Linked DNA regions of Mus musculus: region 2 is linked to region 1. Evidence: chromatin contacts called from public promoter capture Hi-C data. All regions are on one chromosome and are shown on one strand. Each heading gives the region's core, a stretch centred on a gene start, on an enhancer-like site or on the middle of the called end of the contact. The rest is flanking DNA. Distances are from core to core; before and after follow the strand shown.

What was found. Promoter capture Hi-C pulls out the DNA fragments that hold promoters and counts their contacts.
Region 2: a contact with region 1 is called in a promoter capture Hi-C map of the C10 cell line, with 5 times the contacts expected there. The contact joins the promoter of Gbp8 here to the promoter of Dmp1 in region 1. A contact is called at or near these places in 3 of 39 promoter capture datasets (the C10 cell line, the HPC-7 cell line and stem cell-derived epiblast-like cells).

Annotation. Positions count from the first base shown.
Region 1 is chr5:104,201,142-104,204,497 of GRCm38.p6, reverse strand. Dmp1 (dentin matrix protein 1) reads right to left here and starts at 1,881. Exons shown (of 6, transcript NM_016779.2): 1 at 1,786-1,881.
Region 2 is chr5:105,051,864-105,055,219 of GRCm38.p6, reverse strand. It overlaps Gbp8 (guanylate-binding protein 8), which reads left to right and starts at 1,659. Exons shown (of 10, transcript NM_029509.4): 1 at 1,659-1,719.

The DNA of each region.
Region 1 (3,356 bases), core at 632-3,131:
TATATATATATATATATATATATATATCTTCTTGATGTAATCTGAAATAAAGGGAGAAAAAAGTCATAGGCTCTTTTTTTAAATCCTTGGAAAATAACTTCGATTTTTCTTCTAATTGTCAACCTTGAAAATATTAATGAATAACATATTCATTTATGAGTCACTAATAATTATTTATTGAGAACATCCAATATGTTAGGGACTGTTCTAAGTGCTGAGATATAATACTTACCCTATAAAAATAATAAATGATAGTGTTATTACTATAATCAGCTAATCAGCAATTGTTTTAATTTCTTCACCATTACTCTTTGAAAATAAAGTGCAACTTGCTCAGAATACAAACTCTATTAAAATTCAGAGAACTAAATGAACAAAGAAAGCTTTCCCATCTTTCCAGTAATTGTGAGTGTCTCTAGGACAATTGCTACCAACCCAAGTATTATACTCCTTCCTCCACAGCAGGATAATCACAAAGTGCCCCAAATACAGGTTGTAGAAACCTCTAAACTTCTGAGACACCCTGGTCCACATCACCATTTGGTGAACAGTAAACAGACTAAAGAATCTGCAGAAAATTCTTTGTTCTCATGTGTTTAATCAACAGGGTTAAATAGAGGCAGGCCACAAGAGTGTCAATCAAACGGAAACCTGAGGAAACCAGGAGTCTTTGCTCTCACAGAGGACAATTCACTTTCTCCATTCGGTGTCTTCAGAACTTCGTAGGACACATGGCCTGGCTACTCTCTGTCAGAAGGATAGATATTCCAGCTACTGATGAAGTGAAGTAATGCAGAGTAAAATCATGTCTGGTGGGAGTGTATGTGTGTGTAGTATTTATGTATCTCCTACCTAATGTATATGTGTGTCCTATGTAATGTAGGTGTGTATGTGTGTGTGTGTGTCCTACCTAATATATCTGTGTATAGGTGTGTGTGTATGTCCTACCTAATGTATATGTGTATATGGTACGAGGTGTGTGTGTGTGTGTGTGTGTGGTATGTGTATGTATGTGTGTCTCCTACCTAATGTATGTGCATGTGCATCTATGTGTGTGTATGTATGTGTGGTGTGTGTGATATGTGTATGTGTGTCCTACCTAATGTATGTGTGTGTATGTTTGTTTGTATGTATGTATGTATGTATGTATGTATGTATGTATGTATATGTGTGTGTAGTATGTGTGTGTCCTACCTAACAGGTAATCCCACTCAGCATTTATTGGAGTCCATCTGCATGCAAAGCATTATACTACCATGAGGATCCAGCTACCCAAAGCCACACTGTCATGATCACCTTTCAGTTGTATACACAATTCATAATGGCCACCGTATTCTCTGAATAAGCCAGGCTGAGAGGCATTCAGTTACCTGTCTGCATTTTGAAACACTTGCTACACTGATTTAGATACTTTCGCATCACCACCTCTAAGAAGCCTACAGATAAAAGTTGTGTTTTATTAATGAAAGCTAAACTCTAACAGGACTTTCCCATCAGCCTCCTATTTAGTAAATGTTCTCTTTCAAAATAATTAGACAGAGATCTAATTAAGGCATCACCAGGCAAACACCTGGCTCTTTTGACTTACCATGTCATTTTTAATATCAGTGTCATTGGCTATTGTGACAGTGACCCCAAAAAACAAAAATAAGAATAGGTTTTACTCAAACTTAGCTCTTCCCCATCTTCCTCTGGAAATCAATGCCTTGTAACATGTTCGTATTTCATATTTTTAAACTCCAAAGCTAAAGTCATTTTAAGAATTAAATGATGGAATGGCCTTACCCTCTCTGGCTCCCAAGGTCTTTTTCCCACAAGGTCAAAACCTCAGCGAAGTTCTCGAAGAGGGATCTCAGAGAAGCCACTCTCCAGCTGCTGCTCAGAAGGCTTGTCTGACAGTGCAGAATTTAAACTCTGCTGCAGCTCCTCAGAGCCAATGAGCCTCAGGCTCGGGGTGACTGACATCACAGGTGTCACCGGGACCCCATACACCCACACTTCCTCCAGCTGGCAGAAGTGGGCCTTCTCTAAAAAGCTCTTGTGGTTCTCAAATGACTAGACGAGTTTCCATTAAATTGAAGATCTTCCTAAAGCTTTATTTTGCTTTCTAAATATATATCTTTTGCATCCATGCAGGCTTGTGAGCATTATAAACAATGACCATGTCTCCCGCCCACTAACAGATCCCAGAAGACCCAGGGATGGGAAAGGCGAGTCAGAGGCGGGTAGAGACCTTCCTGCTGGTGCTTATTTCCAGGTGGTGTGTGAGGGAAGCTACTAAAAGTTTACATTTTCCTAAGTTGTTAGTGTTGAGAATATGACCTTGTATTTCTTCTCTTCCTCTTGTAACAGTCTCTACTAAACACCCCTTACCCCATCTATACACAAAGACTCCAAATTCTTACTGATCTAAGGAAGTGCCATTCTCACGATCCCATGTGAACAGGAAATGTTAAAGTGCCTCCTTCGGTAACTTTTATTTTTAACAACAACAACAACAAAATAATGCTCCATTATCCCCTGAAACTACTTAGCACATTTTAGTAATTTTTGAAATCAGAACTGAATTAGAGGAATGCTAACTAGGTGGATCACATCCAGAGAAGTATTGCCAAGAGCGTCTACTCCATCACCAGAACCGAAATGAAAACACTGTTTGCTAGAGTCTTTCTGAGGAGTGTGCTGAAGTTGGCTGAGGGTTCTGGAAGTGGGTTTGGCACTTGTTCAGGAGCATACTCAAGTAACAATCGCATACCACTAAATAAACGCTTCAATGATATAATATACAGCACCAGGCTTTAATTTCCCCAAGGGTAAGGATGCTTGTTTTGTTAAGTGAAGTACACACAATACCACAATGCCCCTAATGGCAGGGACAATTCTTGGGTCACCATAAGTCCTCAGTAAATATATTTTTGTATGAATGGATGGATTGGGGTATACAATTACCTTGACTGAAACACTTGCATGACTCACTTGCCTTTTTAGATATAACAGCCTGGAAAACATTTTCAAATATGTAAATTATTAGATTTATACAATGTAAGCGTAAACTTGGGCGGCGGCGGGGCAGGATATGAAGAGGAGGAGGCTATTTTCATGCAGAGTTGGTCAGAAGGCCACCGTCCATGGGGAGGAGCTCTAAAGGACACGTGTTCTGTTCTGGTTCTGAATTAGACTCTCTGGTGGCTCCACGGCCCTGCCTGAGGTCTATCCTAAATGAACCTTATAATCTCATGTGAGAGTGGATTCTGGGAAAGGGTTGGGAGGAGGGCATTGCTGTAGACTCTACAAATTCCCACACCCAAGGCAAGGACCAACTCGATAGCAAAGTCAAAAGGAGACAACAGCTGAAA
Region 2 (3,356 bases), core at 410-2,909, 850 kb before region 1:
TGTCTCTCTCTTTCTCAATATAATACAGAAGAGAAACACAGGGAAAGGAACACACAGGTTTATCCTGATGTTTTGTAGATTCAGTTGAGTGCTGAAGTGAACAAAAGGCTTTAGCAAGTGTTAGAGAGAGCCCTGCTCCTGCTGCTCCCCTCAATCCTGTCTCAGCAGTGCCACTCAACTGACAAGAACTGGACACATCCCTGCTCTGTTCCAGACCAGAGACTCCCCTGGCCTTAGTGGAATCCAAGAACCTGCTGACATGAACTTCTTCCCAGTCCTGGTGTGGACTCTGTGTGTGTTCTACCTGGGCCTGCAAATGGGTGGCCATGTGGACCCAACAGATGAATAGGGGGAGAGTTCACTGAAGTAGAATTAAGGTACCAGTTTACCTCCATGCTGCTGACCTGCTCCTTTGTCCCTTTATCACTCTGAGTTCTGCACCAAATGTCTAGGAGAGTAAATTAAGGACCCTGAAGCTAGGTGCCTGGATATGGCCCAGTCTCTGAGGGGTACTCCCTTGTTTAATCCTTCCTGTGAAATCACAATGGATCGCTCTGCAGCTCCCTGCCCCCCCCCCCCCCGCTTTGTGTTTCATCCTTTACAAATGGTGTTCAATCTCCCATCAGAGACAAAGTTCAGATCCCAAACTGGCTGCCTTCCTAAGGGCTCAGAAAATAAAGCTTTCATTTTTAAGCTTCCATCTCAGAAGTGAGTTTTCTTAGCTTCTACCCTGAACACAACTCCTACTTACTATTCTTTAATTACTTCTTTAAAATCAGTTTTTAGATCAACTGTTGTGTTTTCTGAAAAAGAAAAAGAAGCCAGGGATATGTGTGGTGGAGGCGTGGTATGTTGAGGTGGTAGGTGGTGTCTCAGAGGGCACATGCTGAGGAATCCTGTCCTCCTGAAGTACCAGCCACACAATTGTATAGTATAGAATAGAGTTTATTTTAGACATGAAGAGGGGATTTGAGAGGGTAGTAGAGACAGAGAAAAAGGAAGGGAGGAAGCAGGGAGAGGAATGGAGAAGAAAGAGGGTAAGAAAGGAAGAGAGGAAGATTTCAGGGAGAGAGATTGAGGGGGGGGGGGCAGAGTGGACAAGCAGCCCTTTTTATAGTGAGTCATGTCCACCTGGCTGTTGCCAGGTAACTGTGGGGCAGAGTCCAGAAGAAATGGCAACAGTGATGGTTCCTGTTTTAGAAAACACAGGTTTAAAACATTAAAGCTCTTCGCTCAAGAAGCACCTGGAATTTCCCCTGAGAGAAGCACACTTGCAATCCTCCCAGATTGTGTCATTTCCACTGATGGGGCCCTGGGTTTACTGTGCTTTATCTGTGCCTAGAAGGCTGGAGGAAACTGGAGATGGGTTCCAAAGAAAGAGAATGTAAACTCTTTCCACAGTGGAGGCCTGCTGTCCCTTGGCTGCAACACAGTTTCTCACTGGCTTTTTCTGACACTAAGCATCCTCTGACCTCCCCTTCCAGTCTTGGGCAAGTTAACAATGCCTTGGTTTACTTTACTTTCAATTTTGTTTTTGCTGCTGCCTGTGTGAGTGTGTGTGTGTGTGTGTGTGTGTGTGTGTGTGTGTGTGTGTGTGTGTGTGTGTGGTCAGCTCACATAAAGGAGGAGCAAAGAGAGCAGGAAGTGAGGAGAGCAGAAGTGAGCCTGAGGAGGCAGCAGCAGCTGAGAACTGCACTTGGACCTGTGCTGTGGGACCAGGTATATTTACTTTTCCTTTCTTTAAGGAGCAACTTAGTCTGGACCCCAGCTTGATTTCCAAGTCAAAGTGGCAACTGAGGGAGGGGGAAGGGAGGCGGGTTCTGTGCTCTCTGGTCTGCAGGGGGCTGTGGCTGGCTTTAGGTCTAGGAGGTGAGTTTCTTTCCTCTGACAAAGGACAGATACAAAGTGGCAGCCTGACACTCCTGGCTGCCCTGCTCTGTTGGTGAAGCTGTGGGAAGAGCCCTGGTCCTGCCTCAGCTGGGACCACAGCTACAGCTCCTGCCCTGGTTCACAGCCAGATGAATGTCTTTCTGTGGAGGAACCTTGTGAAGAAAATTCAGCAAAAGGGCTTGGCAAACATCTATTTGGACATAAACTTAGTTTCTTCCTGACGTACTTTTTATTAAGTTTAGTAAGTAGATAGCAAAGTTGTCTCTTGATATTTAGTTTTTGTTTTGTTTTGTTTTCTTTTTTTGGAGGGGGTGGGGGAGATATAGAGATCCCATGGGCTCTATGCATTTTGTTTGGGCTGCTCTTCTTATCTCATTAATGGGTCTAAGCTGCAGAGAGACTGTCTTGTGGAATCAAGTGACTTCTGGGGATTGTACACATTCTCTGCCCTTGGCATAATGTCCTCTTGCTTATCTGGGACTGAGGGCAGGGGAGGCAGGTTATGTGTTGTCTGGCCTGCAGGGGTCTGTGGCTGGCTTTAAGTCTATGAAGGTCTATGAAGTTGGGTAAAGTAATTAATTGTATTCCCTTCTCTGGCTGAAGAATATTCTATTGTGTGTGCTATCAGACTGTGTTAATGTATGCATCTATTGGTGATCTGTTGATGGGAGACTGGGCTGTTTCCACATTGTGGGTATTGTAAACACAACTGCGATGAACAACACAGATCAAAGGTCCATCCAAGTCCTTGTTTGCTAGTTTGTTTGTGTTGTAATCAAATAAGAGTTGTTAGATCATATGAAACTATTCATTTTCTCAGAAGCCATGACTGTTTTCCCTGAGGGAATATTCTGTGTTTTTAGCTGCAGAGTACAGACACCTGAGTTGTTTAAATTCCAGGTGACATGTATTCATTTTTGCATTGTGTGGTAGCTATCCTGATGAGTATGAAGTGATGCCTTGTGGTTTGATTGGGACTTCCTCAATGTTTGTCACAGGGTCTGAAGAATTATTGAGGAACAATATCATGTAGCTCTTAAAATAACCTAGTCCGTGCTGATGCAAACATCAGCAAAACTAAGCAATTAATTTCAAATGATATATATGTTAGCCCAAAGCAAACCTCAGCCTCAGTGAGTTATAAGAAGCCAAATCACACACGATCATGTGACTCTAGACTCTGACACCAGGTTCTCCAGCCTGGCAAAGCAGAAATCATGTAAAGAAAAGTTTATTTTGCATCCAATGTTTCCCTAATATAGCCTGATTGACATTCTATCCTAGGAACTAAAGACACTAAACCATTCACTATGGTACTTCCCTGTTTGTACACTGCATCTTTTTCAAATAATTTTTTCTTAACTTCTATAGTTCTCTTGTGCCAGATGATTAGCAATATTGAATATTATCTTGTGTGCTCTTGGATGTTTGCAGGCCTTTTCTGCAGATATATCCATCTCCTCAGC